Linked DNA regions of Sus scrofa: regions 1 and 2 are each linked to region 3. A link is a contact called in public HiChIP or PLAC-seq data. All regions are on one chromosome and are shown on one strand. The core of a region is the stretch at or near the end of the contact, and the rest is flanking DNA. Distances in the headings are between cores, read along the strand shown.

Region 1 (4,406 bases), core at 22-2,521, 230 kb after region 3:
GCTTAGAGTTCCCTGGGGCTCAGTGGGTTAAGGCTCAGTGGGTTGTGGATCCAGCGTTGACACTGCTTTAGTGTGGGCCTGATCCCTGGCCTGGGAATTTCTGCATGCTGTGGGCGTGGCTTTTATAAATTTTAATTTTGCTGTATAATCCTTTTTTTTTTTTTTTTTTTTTAATCTTTTTATAGGGCCGCTCTCACGGCATATGGAGGTTCCCAGGCTAGGGGTCCAGTTGGAGCTGTAGCCACTGGCCTACGCCAGAGCCACAGCCACGTGGGATCCGAGCTGCATCAGCAACCTACACCACAGCTCACGGCAATGGAGGATCCTTAACCCACTGAGCAAGGCGAGGGATCGAACCCACCACCTCATGGTTCCTAGTCGGATTCGTTAACCACTGCACCATGACGGGAACTCCTAATTTTGCTTTATAATGATATAAGATATTTACGTATGGTAAATGTACATACAGCACAGTGATTTTGGTTTTTTTGTTGTTATTTTCTTTTTTTTTTTTTTATTGTTAGGGCCACACCTGTGGCATATGGAAGTTCCCAAACTAGGGGTTGAATCAGAGCTACAACCGCTGACCTGTGGCCAGCCACAGCAATGCCAAATCTGCTGCGTCTGTGGCCTGTACTGTGGCTCATGGCAATGCCAGATCCTTGACCCACTGAGCAAAGTCAGGGATCAAACCTGCATCCTCATGGATACTATTTAGATTCATTACCACTGAGCCCCAATGGGAACTTGTACAGCACAGTGTTTATTCAGTGAATTCTAGCTTCTTTCCAGTCCCCTTTGCTTGGTCCATCTTTTCCCAGTGGGTAAGCATTTTATTTATTTATTTTTGTTATTTTCCTTCCTTTTCAGAAATATAAGCATAACATTTGTTTTTGTATCTTCCTTTTTTAGAAGACATTTAGACATTATACACATTTTTCCCCACTTTATTTATGTTTTAACTTAAACAGTGTTTCCAGGAGATCACTCCATAGCCATGTGTAGAGATATTCTTCATTCCTCTTTAGAGCTGTAGAGTACTTTAGTTTGTGGATTTACCATTGTCAGTATTAATCCATAGACTGATATCAGTATGTGAATTATTGTTCCTGTCTATAATGAGGTAAGTACAGAAATCTGGAATGTTTAGAAACTTACCACAGTTTGACATTGCCACAACATCTGAGCATGATTATTGGACTCATCCCCATCTAGATCAGAGTGTAGGTCAGCTTGGGTGTTTTCAGGCTCACACAGTGAGTCATGTGTATGAGTCATGTGCAGTGGGACCACATATTGGTCTTTGATGGGCTGGGGAAAAGAAACCAGAACTGGTCCTTTAACCCAGATAGTTTGAAAAGGGTTGTATTTACTTTGTGTACTCCGTTGGTAGACATGGCCCCACAAGTTTTGACATGTATACTTTTAAAATATTTTTTCAGTTCTGAATATTTTAAATTATTATGAAATCTTATTCATGAATTAAAGTGTTGAGGTTTTTAAGAAATTTCTAAATATATGCAGAAACTGGGCCAGGAACTGAACCTGTGCCATAGCAGTTACTTGAGCCGCTACAGTGAAATGCCAGATCCTTAACCCACTGAGCCACAAGAGAACTCCTGTATCTTTAATTTTTAAACCTACTTTAAATATCAATTTGAAAAATGTCTCCTTTTGTTGATTTGTCAGTTTCTCCTTGCGATCAGTTCATTCTTTATATATTAAGGCTATGTTGTTTGTTTTTAGTTGCGTATTATGGTGTAATAAACCAATGCAAAGTTTATTGTCTTAAAACAACAACCATTTTGATCATGTTTCATCAATCTGTGGGTTGATTGGACTTGGTAGGGTGGTTCTTCAGCTCCACATGAGCTGGGGTTGCAAACATGTGGACATGTATTAAACTGAAAGGGCCAAGACAGTTCACACTTTTGGCAGCTTGGTAGAGGTAGCTGGAAAGCAGAGCTTAGCTTGGTTGTTGCTGGGGTGGCTGCGCTTTCATTTCATGTGGTCTTGGCACTTTTCCCCTTTGCCCAGTCCTTCCTGCACTGTTTCTCTGGCAGGGCCATCCAACTTTTTTATATGGCAGCTTCAGGGCTCTTAAAAGTGCAAAAGCAAGGGTTGCCAGGCATTCTTAAGGCTCAAGCCCAGGATTGGCATAGGGCCACCTCTGCTACATTCCATCATGCCAAGCAAATCAAAAGATCAGCCCAGATTCAGTGGGAGGGGACTATACAGGGACAGAAATAGCAGGCAGCTTCATTCATGGGGATCTTTTTTTTTTTTTTTCTTTCTCTTTTTTCCGTTTTCTTGGGCCGCTCCCCTGGCATATGGAGGTTCCCAGGCTAGGGGTCGAATTGGAGCTGTAGCCGCAGGCCTACGCCAGAGCCCACAGCAACATGGGATCTGAGCTGCGTTTGCAACCTACACCACAGCTCACGGTAACGCCGGATCCTTAACCCACTGAGCGAGGTCAGGGATTGGACCTGCAACCTCATGGTTCTTAGTCAGATTCGTTAACCACTGAGCCATGATGGGAACTCCATGGGGATCATTTTTATTTTTATTTTTTTAGTTAACTTTTTTATGGCTGCACTTGTGGCATATGGAAGTTCCTGGGCTAGGGGTCAAATCTGAATTGCAGCTGCAGGCTTATACCACAGCCACAACAGGACAGGATCCTAACTGCATCTGCAACCCATGCTGCAGCTTGTGGCAACACTGGATCCTTAACTGCTGAGCCACAATGGGAACTCCCATTGGAGTCATTTTTAGAGACTAGCTACCACATTGTGTATTCAGGTTTCTGATTGTTAGAGCTTTTGGGTTTCCTTTTTTGGCTTTTTAGGGCCACACTTGTGGCATCTAGAAGTTCCCAGGCTAGGGGCTGAATGGGAGCTGTGACATAGCCAGAGCAGTGCAGGATCTGAGCCGAGTCTGGGACCTATACCACAGCTCACGGCAGTGCCAGATCCTTAACCCACTGAGAGAGGCCAGGGATAGAACCCTCATCCTCATGGATGCTGGTCGGGTTCGTTACCACTGGGACGTAATGGGGATTTTCTTTCTTACTGTGGTAAATATACATAACAAAATTTAACATTTCAGACATTTAAAAATGTACGTTTTGGAATACCCACTGTGGCACAGTGGGATCGATAGCATCTCTGGAGCTGGGAAACAGGTTTGATCTCCGGCCCAGCACATTGGGTTATGGATCTGGTGTTGCCACAGCTTCAATGTAAATTGCAACTATGGCTCAGATGTGATCTCTGGACTGGGAACTCCATATGTTTTGGAGCAACCAAAAAATGTGCAGTTTTATGGCATTAGTAAGTATGTTCCCATTGTTGTACAGCAGTCACCATTGTCTCCAGAACCTTCTCCAGTTGAAACTCCGTACCCATTAAACACTGACTCCCCATTCCTTCCTCCTCCATGCCCCTGGCAATCAACCTTCTACTTTCTTGTCTCTGTAAATTTGACTAGTGCCTCATGTAAGTGCAATCGTAGAATATTTGTCCTTTTGTGACTGGCTTCTTTCATTTAGCATAATGAACCCTAAAGGGTTCATCCATGTTGTAGCATGGACTCCTTTTATTCCTCCTTTCTACCCTCTACTGGCTTGGAAGTTGTTTGTTCTTTTTCTGGTATACAGGTTACCTTTACATTTTTCAACATGAAGACTTAATCTAAATTGAATAGCTCTCTCCTCATGAACGGCAGTTGCATTTTAAAATGTTTTTATTCTGAGTGTTTTATCTCTCCCGTTCTCGTCTCTTGTTCCACCTTACTTTTAGGTCTCTCAAAGGTAGGCATTAAAAAAATGTTTAGAAGTATTTATGTTGAAATATTACAAGTTTATTAGTTTGACATTGCTTCTTGCATCCTGTTCTTCTGAGTTTCATTTCTTTCGTATTCATGTACCTTTGTACATCTTAAGGACTCTTTCTTTGTCCTTGCTCTTAGATGGCATCTTACTTGTGTAATGATTTGTAGTTGATCATTTTCCCTTGTAGGAAGATGACATTTCCTTGTTTTCTTGTTTCTGTTATTGCATTTGAGAAGTCTGGAGTCCGTTTCTACTTTATAGTCATTCTTTTTTTTTTGGCTGGGCCAGGGATCAAACCAGACCCACAGCAGTGACAACACCGGCTTCTTAACTCACTGAGCCACCAGGGAACTCCAATGTAATCATTCTTTTGGTTGCTTTTCCTACTTTCTGTTTGTCTTTATTGTTTCTCTTTTTGCTGTAGTATATATTTGAGTAAATCACCCTGGTAATCTGAAAATTCATGTCTAGACCAGTGTGTCTTTAAATTTCTTCTTTCTTGCTTCCTTTTCTGACATTGATAATTCACAGTGTTAAAACTTCTCATTCTGAGAGTTCTTGCCATGGTGCAGTG
Region 2 (4,573 bases), core at 647-3,146, 150 kb after region 3:
ATTAAAAAATAAAGTGGAGAAGCAATATAGATATATTAATGCTTGTAGGTGTTTCAGGTGTCTCCCCAGGGGTAGCGGGAAGATTTTACTTATTTACTGGGTACTCACACGTGCAACTTGAATTGTTTTAATCTATACTTATATTGATATACATGTGTATATGTGTGTGTGTGTGTGTGTTTAAAATAAGTTTAAAATAGGATTTTTAGGAGTTACCGTTGTGGCTCAGCAGGTTAAGAATCTGTGTCTGTGAGGATATGGGTTCAATCCTTGGCCTTGCTGAATGGGTTAAGGATCTGGTGTTGCCACAAGCAGCAGTATAGGTCACAGATGCAACTCAGCTCCTGTGTTACTGTGACCGTGGCATAGACCGGCAGCTGCGGCTCTGATTTGACCTCTGACCCAGGAACCCATATGCTACAGGTGTGGTCCTAAAAAAAAGAAAAAAAAAAAAATAGGGCTCATACCTATTCCCCATAAGGTGGTTTTGAAAATTAGAAGAGGAATACACATTAAACTCTTACTATACTGTGAGTTGTGACTATTGAATATGACAACACCCCAGACGTGCGTTGATTCTGAATTAGTGTTCTAGAGACTTGAATATATTTTTTATGAATGTTTCACAAAATAGGATTTCTTTGCCTCTTTTTTCCCTAGATAAATGCTTTCTTTGTTTGCCTGTTGGGGTCATCAAATGACAGAGAGTGCATGGCGCCAATCTGAATTAAGGGTAGGCATTTATTTGTTCATGTTTCTTTCCTGTGACCTTTCTACATTTCTTTCTAGATAAGTAGCCTGTCTTCCTAAGATACGTAAGCTGAAACCAAGGTACTAGACATTTTTCCCCAAAGAAAAAAATAGCTTTATGACCATCCTCACTGCTTGGTTATAAGAAAAAAATAATTGCACCCATCAAGAAGGCCAAAGAAAACAGGAGTTCCCGTCGTGGCGCAGTGGTTAACGAATCCAACTAGGAACCATGAGGTTGCGGGTTTGGTCCCTGAGTTTGCTCAGTGGGTTAACGATCCGGCGTTGCCATGAGCTGTGGTGTAGGTTGCAGACGCGACTCGGATCCCGCGTTGCTGTGGCTCTGGCGTAGGCCGGTGGCTACAGCTCCGATTCAACCCCTGGCCTGGGAACCTCCATATGCCTCGGGAGCGGCCCAAGAAATAGCAACAACAACACCACCAAAAAGACAAAAGACAAAAAAAAAAAAAGGCCAAAGAAAACAAAACATAGTCACTTGCAAGCTCACCCCCAGAGATCAATATCACTCGCCTTTTTCAAGATTCTCTAGCTAAGTGGCACAGCAGAAATTAAAATCCTGACCCGCTGAATACTAAAGTTCATGATTTTAACCATGACTTTACACTGTCTCCTTCATATTTCTCCTCCTTTTCTCTGCACATGTACATGTACACATATAAACATAAATTGCATCATAGTAACTGTTCTCTTTGGCAGCCTGCTTTTTTTTCACTCAACGAAATGTCATGAGCATTTTCCCATAAGTAAATGCCTAGCAGTTTATCGCCTTTCTTTTTCTTTCTTTCTTTTCTCTCTCTCTCCCTTCCTTCCTCTCTCCCTCCCTCCCTCCCTCCCTGTCTCTCTCTCTCTCTCTCTCTCTCTCTCTCTCTCTCTCTCTCTTTCTTTCTTTCTTTCTTGTCTTCAACATATGGAAGTTCCCAGGCTAGGGGTCAAATCAGAGCTGCAGCTGCTGGCCTACACCACAGCCACAGCAACACCAGATCCAAGCCGAGTCTGTGACCTACACCACAGCTCACAGTAATGCTGGATCCTTAACCCACTGAGTGAGGCCAGGGGTCTGACCCATACCCTCATGGATAGTAGTCGGATTCGTTACTGCTGAGTCATGACAGGAACTCCCTATTGCCATTCTTGATGACTGCTTCATTTCCCATTATAGAGCTGTGTCATAATCTAACCAATCCCTCATCAGTGAGTATTAAAGTGGTTTAGAGATATTGCTGAGATAAACCTAAGTATATACTTATATCTTACACATGTATTCAGTTATTCAATGATGGCCTTAAAATAATTCCAAGAAATGGAGTTACTGTTTTAAGAGAGTGTTACTTGTCAAGAATTGTATTTCAGTGTTTTGATATTGATTGCTCTGCAGCCCTCAAATAATTTGTGCTAGTTTGAGATGCTGTGGTTCTTGTATGTACTTTTAAGAGATAGTTTGAAAATATTCAGACAGTTCACACAATAGTTTGGCTTACAAAAAAGTGATCTCGGAGTTCCCGTCGTGGCGCAGTGGTTAACGAATCTGACTAGGAACCATGAGGTTGCGGGTTCGATCCCTGCCCTTGCTCAGTGGGTTGACGATCCGGGGTGTTGCCGTGAGCTGTGGTGTGGGTCGCAGACGCGGCTCAGATCCCACATTGCTGTGGCTCTGGCGTAGGCTGGCAGCTACAGCTCTGATTGGACCCCTAGCCTGGGAACCTCCATATGCAGCGAGAGCGGCCCAAGAAATGGCAAAAAGACAAAAAAAAAAAAAAAAAAAAAATTATCTCATGTTTATAAATTGTGCCTGTAATAAAAAAACACACACACACACATACACACACACACACACACACACACACACATATATATATATATATATATATTTTTTTTTTTTTTTTTGCCACACCTGTGGCATGTGGCCTGAACCTAGGCCAGGGATTGAACTCTTGCTATTAGTCTGTTATTTTGACATCTTTCCTCTGAATGCTCTTGTGGCTGAGGCTACATGGTATGTTACATTGACATTAGAAAGTTAAAGATTCCACTGCGATAGATCTCATAGAAGCTTTTTTTTTATTATTATTTTTATTTTTTCCATTATAGTTGGTTTACAGTGTTCTATCAATTTCTACTGTACAGCAAAGTGACCCAGTCATACATGTATATATTCTTTTTCTCACATTATCCTCCATCATGTTCCATCACAAGGGACTAGATATAGTTCTCATTGCTTATTCACTCCAAATGCAATAGTTTGCATCCATTAACCCCAGGTTCCCATCCATCCCACTCCCTCCCCCTCCCCCTTGGCAACCACAAGTCTGTTCTCCAAGTCCATGAGTTTCTTTTCTGTGGAAAGATTCATTTGTTCCATATGTTAGATTCCAGGTATAAGTGATATCATAGGGTAATTGGCTTTCTCTTTCTGACTTCATTTAGTATGAGAGTCTCTGGTTCCATCCATGTTGCTGCAAATGGCATTATTTCATTCTTTTTTATGGTTGAGTAATATTCCATTGTGTATATGTACCACATTTTCTTTATCCATTTCTCCGTTAATGGACATCTAGGTTGTTTCCATGTCTTGGCTATTGTGAATAGTGCTGCAATGAACATAAGGGTGCATGTGTCTTTTTCAAGGAAAGTTTTGTCCAGATGCATACCCAGGAGTGGAATTGCTGGGTCATATGGTAGTTCTATATTTAGTTTTCTGAGTTACCTCCATACTGTTCTCCATAGTGGTTGTACCAATTTACATTCCCACCAACAGTGTAGGAGGGTACCCTTTTCTCCACACCCTCTCCAGCATTTGTTTTTTGTTGACTTGTTAATGATGGCCATTCTGAGAGGTATGAGGTAGTACCTCATAGTGGTTTTGATTTGTGTTTCTCAAATAATTAGTGATGTTGAACATTTTTTTCATGTGTTTGTTGGCCATCTGCATATCTTTGGAGAAATGTTTATTCAGGTCTTTTGCCCATTTTTCAGTTGGGTTGTTGGCTTTTTTGCTGTTGAATTATATAAGTTGTTTGTACATTTTAGAGATTAAGTCCTTGTCAGTTGCATCATTTGAAACTATTTTCTCCCATTCCATAGGTTGTCTTTTTTTTTTTTCTTTTGCAGTTTCCATTGCTGTGCAAAAACTTGTCAGTTTAAGTCCCATTAGTTTATTTTCACTTTTGTTTTTGTTGCCTTGGGAGACCTAAGAAAACATTTGTATGGTTGATGTCAGAGAATGTTTTGCCTATGTTCTCTTGAAGGAGTTTGATGGTGTCTTGTCTAATGTTTAAGTCTTTAAGCCATTTTGAGTTTATTTTTGTGCATGGTGTGAGGGTGTGTTCCAATTTCATTGATTTACATGCTAGGAGCTTTTTAAATCAAACTTCACAATGAAGTTGAGACAAATAGTTCTATTGCTAGGGCCCTTAGTTCATCAGCCAAAACATTATTCATGGTGATTAGTAAAAATGAATAGATGAAAAGAGGAAACACCTGAGTTTTAACACCTGAAATTATTTGGTTAATTTCACAAAATTTTTCCATCTTTTTTCTCCCCTAATTTCATTTTTTTCCAATTAAGTGATATATTCACAGAATTAAAAACTCAAGAGGAATAATAAGATATACAATGAAAAGCCTCCCTTACACTCCTGGCCCTCAGCCACCCAGCTCTTTTCCCTACAGGCAACCAGTGTCATTACTAGGCTCTGGCTTATCTCTCCAGATATATTTTTTGTATGTGTAAGCAAATATAGAACTATTCCCTCAACACAAATTCTACAGACAGTGATGTTATTTTTCAACTGGAAATATATAA
Region 3 (4,583 bases), core at 833-3,332:
TCTAGGCTCTCTATTCTCTTCCATTAGTCTGTATGTCTCTTTTGGTACCAATACCATACTATCTTGATTACTATAGCTTTGTAATATTGCCTGATTAGAATTACTGGATGGTATGGTAAGTTTAACTATTTAAAGATACTGACAAACTTTATATATTCTGCATACAATTCCCCTATCAGATATGTGATTTACAAGGGTCTTTCTCCTAGTCTGTGGCCTGTTTATCATTTTCTTTTTTTTTTTTCTTTTTGGTCTTTTTTGTTGTTGTTGCTATTTCTTGGGCCGCTCCTGCGGCATATGGAGGTTCCCAGGCTAGGGGTCTTCGGAGCTGTAGCCACTGGCCCACGCCAGAGCCACAGCAATGTGGGATCCGAGCCGCGTCTGCAACCTACACCACAGCTCACGGCAACGCCGGATCGTTAACCCACTGAGCAAGGGCAGGGACCGAACCCGCAACCTCATGGTTCCTAGTCAGATTCGTTAACCACTGCGCCACGACGGGAACTCCTGTTTATCATTTTCTTAATGATCTCTTATGAAGTGTAAAAGTTATAAATTTTTATGAAATCCAGTTTATCAATTTTTCAAATATAGGTTGTGCTTTTGGCATGTATCTAAGACATCTTTGCCTAACCCAGTGTCACAAAGATTCTCTCCTAGCTTTTCTTCTGGAAGTTTTTATCATTTTAACTTTTCTATTTAGGTCTGTGATCCATTGTGAGTTAATTTTTGTGTATGGTTTGAGGCTTCTTTTACATATGGCTACTCAGTTGTCCAAGCACTATTTGTTGAAATGACTATCCTTTCCCTCTTGACTAGCCTTGGCAACTTTGTTGAAAATCAGTGTACTGCAAGTAACTGTAAAGATTTATTTCTAGACTTTTAATTCTGTTCCTTGGTCTTTATTGCTTATCCTTACCACAGCGTCTTGACTATTTTAGCTTTATAATTGCTTAGAAATTGGGTAGTATAAATCCTCTAGTTTTGTTCTTTTTAAAAGTTGTTTTGGATCCTTTGTGTTTCCAGATAAATTTCAGGGTCAACTTGTCAGTTTCAACAAAAAAGCCTGCTAGGATTTTGATAGGAATTGCACCTCCTCTATAGATCAACTTGGGGAAATTGCCACCCTAACAATATTGAATCTTCCAGTCCATGAATATGGACTGTCTCACCAGTTATTTAGATCTTCTTTCATTTCTCTTAGCAGTGTTTTGTAATTTTCAGTATATGAGTCTTTTTTAAAAATTTATTCCTAAATATTTTATTCTTCTTAAAGCTACTGTAAATGGAACTATTTTCTTTTCTTTTTTTAATTTTTTTTAATTTAATTTAATTTTTGTGTGTGTGTGTCTTTTGCCATTTCTTGGGCCGCTCCTGCGGCATATGGAGGTTCCCAGGCTAGGGGGTCTAATTGGAGCTGTAGCTACCAGCCTACGCCAGAACCACAGAAATGCAGGATCCGAGCCTCGTCTGCAACCTACACCACAGCTTACGGCAATGCCAGATCGTTAACCCACTGAGTAAGGGCAGGGATCGAACCTGCAACCTCATGGTTCCTAGTCAGATTCATTAACTACTGTGCCACGACAGGAACTCCTCTTTTCTTTTTTTTAGTGAAATACTTTTATTTATTTGTTCATTTGTTTGTTTCTGGCCACACCCGTGACATGCAGAAGTTCCTGGGCCAGGGATCATACCTATGCCACAGCAGCAACCTGAGCCGCAGCAGTGACAACATCAGATTTTTAACCCACTGAACTCAGGGAACTCCTGGAACAGTTTTTCTTAATTTTATTTTTGACTGGTATGTAAAAAATACAATTAATTTTTATATATTGATCTTGTAGTCTGTGATCTTGCTCAACTTGTTTATTAGTTCTAATTGTTGTTTTGTGGCTTTTAGAATTTTCTAGGTAGAAGATAGGTGATTGGCAAATAAAAGCAATTTCACTTCTTTCTTTTCAATCTGGATGGCTTTAATTGATTAACTATTAGCTTTAGTACACAGTTTCCATTTATAGCACAATGTTGAATAGAAATGGCAAAAGTGAACATCCTTGCCTTGTTCCTCATCTTGCCTTGTTCCTCCGTCTTTCATCACCAAGTATGATGTTGGCTGTGGGTTTTTCAAAGCTGCTGTTTATCTGATTGAGGAAGTTCTTTTTTTTTATCCCTAGTTTGTTGAGAGTTTTTGTCATGAACATGTGTTGAATTTTGTCAAGTTCATTTTCTGCATCAATTGTAATGATTGTGTGGTTTTTGTTCTTTATTCTCTTTATATGATGCATTACATTATTTGATTTTCAGATATTAAGCCACCCTTGTGTTTCTGGGCTATGATGTGTATGTATACCTTTTTATATGTTGCTGGATTCAGTTTGCTAATATTTTGTTAAGGATTTTTCCATCTCTGGTCCTGAGGAAAAGTTTCCTTTTTGTGTGATGTCTTTGATACATGCTTTTAAAAAAATGTTTTATTTAAATGTAAAAAGATTGTAAAAATTTTTGTTTAAATGTAGCCGTCCAGTTTTCCCAGCAGTGCTTTTTTTTTTTTTCCTGGTCTTTTTAGGGCCAAACTTGCTGCATATGGAGGTTCCCAGGCTAGCTGGAAACGAATCGGAGCTGTGGCCGCTGGCCTACGCCACAGCCACAGCAACAAGGGATTCAAGCCGCATCTGTGACCTATACCACAGCTCATGGCAACACCAGATCCTTAACCTGCTGAGCAAGGCCAGAGATCGAACCTGTGTCCTCATGGATACTAGTCAGATTCGTTTCTGCTGAGCCATGACAGGAACTCCTATTTTGCTCTTTCTGGAACATTTGTGCCTTCCCTCACCTTTCCCTTCAAGCCTTGGAGTGGACTTGAGTTCTTAAATCTGCAACCTATCCCTCCGTGACTGGGCTTGTTGCTGCTTCTGTGTACTCCTTAGCTTCTTAACTGATAGGATAAGAGACTAGGACCTCTATAGCATCTGGGACCTGGTATTGCCATTGGCTCATGACTTGTCTCTGTCCCCCAACTGGCTGAAAGCTCCTCGCAGGTATGTATTCTGTGGGGCTAGCACACTGCCCAGCATATAGTAGGTGCTCAAGATAGTGAGCTAATTTCTGTACTTGTTAGATCTTGGGCCTTGGGCACACAGCTTAGATATAAATCCTGACTCATCCAGTGTTATGTCGCCTCCCTGAGCCTCAGTTTCCTCTGAAATTAGAATAGTAAGAGTCTCTACCTCATAGGACTGTTGTGAAAATTAATTGGGTTATTGCATGAAAAGAACCTAGAACTGTGCCTGACACATAATCAGTATCCAGTAAATGTTAACTGCCGTTGTTATCTGTATCATCATTTCATGAGCGTCATCATTTAATGCATCTCACCTGCCTGAAAAAAGCATCCCTGATTCTCTACATTCTGATCTTGAGCAAGTTATGAAATCTCTGGGTCTCAGGTTTACTGGCAGTCATTGGGAAGATTGATAGAAATCTCCGGGTAGTTGTAGTTGTGAGACTGGCGGAAGTCAGTGTTTGTAAAGTGCTTAGCACAAAGCAGGCACTTGGTAAGTGGAAGAAAAGGACTATTGTGTGCTATAGTACCTTGCACTTACCTTTAGCTGCTCAGTGACTCTGGCTGCTTCTTTTTTTTTGTTTGTTTTCTGCCAGAGTGAGTGTTTTTCTCATTGTTACGTCTTTTTGTTTGTTTGGTTTGAGTACTTGTTCCACTGGTTTGAGACTTTGGAACAGAAGTATATTGAAGTCTTTCTCTAGCTCCCTGGTGGTCCAGCGGCTAGGATTTGGTGCTTTCAGGTTTTGCTTTTCATTCCTCTGCAACCTGGGCTGTCACAGAGCCCTTGAGTCCCCCAGGGCTGTGTCTCTCTGCTAAGATTGGAGGATACTGTTTCAAAAGAACTGGAGTAACTTTTTAGATTTCATTGGCTTGCTAAACACAGGAGATTGTAATCCTCTGCCCTGGCTTCAAATCACCTGTCAGTGTCTGGCTTCTTAGGAGAAATTTAGAACATGTATATTTTTGATTAGCAAGAAATAATGATGTTAAGTGTGGGCTTTTCGTGTATGGCCTTTATTTTATTGAGAGAAGCTCCTTTTATACTTACTCTTTTTGAGAATTTAAATCACAAATGGATGCCTTTTCTGTGTCTATTGAAATGATTATATGGGTTTTTCCTTTTTTTTTTTTTGGTACTTTTTTTTTAGGATTGCACCTGAGGCATATGGAGGTTCCCAGGCTAGGGGTCATATTGGAGCTGCAGCCACCAACCTGCTGCACAGCTTCAGCAGTGCAGGATTGGAGCCATGTCTGTGACCTGTACCACAGCTCATGGCAATGCTGGACCTTTAACCCACCGAGCAAGGCCAAGAATCGAACCCCCCATCCTCATGGATGCTAGTTGGGTTCATTAACCATGGAGCCGCAACCAGGAGCTCCTGGGGTTTTTTCTTTCATCTTGTTAGTACAGTTTATTACATTGATTGATTTGCAAATGCTGACCACCTTTGTATCACAGGGATAAATCTCATTTGATCTTGGTGTATGCTTCTTCTAGTGAGATGTTAAATTCAAT

The links. HiChIP or PLAC-seq counts read pairs in DNA pulled down with a chosen protein or histone mark.
Region 1: a contact with region 3 is called in an H3K27ac HiChIP or PLAC-seq map of alveolar macrophages. The contact joins two enhancer-like sites. A contact is called at or near these places in 1 of 5 promoter capture datasets (fetal liver) and 1 of 2 datasets of contacts at active chromatin or transcription factors (alveolar macrophages).
Region 2: an H3K27ac HiChIP or PLAC-seq map of alveolar macrophages shows a contact between it and region 3. The contact joins two enhancer-like sites. A contact is called at or near these places in 1 of 5 promoter capture datasets (fetal liver) and 1 of 2 datasets of contacts at active chromatin or transcription factors (alveolar macrophages).

What each region holds. Positions count from the first base shown.
Region 1 is chr17:36,010,715-36,015,120 of Sscrofa11.1, forward strand. All of the region lies in intron 4 of ASXL1 (putative Polycomb group protein ASXL1), which reads left to right. Among named protein-coding and RNA genes, the nearest start is that of ASXL1, 27 kb to the left of the region's middle. Within about 2 kb of position 1,272, at least 14 of the 83 cell types and tissues checked have an H3K27ac peak or open chromatin away from gene starts, as enhancers often do. A contact at or near this core is called in alveolar macrophages, where this site is marked.
Region 2 is chr17:35,929,070-35,933,642 of Sscrofa11.1, forward strand. The region is part of intron 1 of KIF3B (kinesin-like protein KIF3B); the gene reads left to right. Among named protein-coding and RNA genes, the nearest start is that of KIF3B, 17 kb to the left of the region's middle. Within about 2 kb of position 1,897, at least 5 of the 83 cell types and tissues checked have an H3K27ac peak or open chromatin away from gene starts, as enhancers often do. A contact at or near this core is called in alveolar macrophages, where this site is marked.
Region 3 is chr17:35,775,344-35,779,926 of Sscrofa11.1, forward strand. The region is part of intron 1 of TM9SF4 (transmembrane 9 superfamily member 4); the gene reads left to right. Among named protein-coding and RNA genes, the nearest start is that of TM9SF4, 13 kb to the left of the region's middle. Within about 2 kb of position 2,083, at least 6 of the 83 cell types and tissues checked have an H3K27ac peak or open chromatin away from gene starts, as enhancers often do. A contact at or near this core is called in alveolar macrophages, where this site is marked.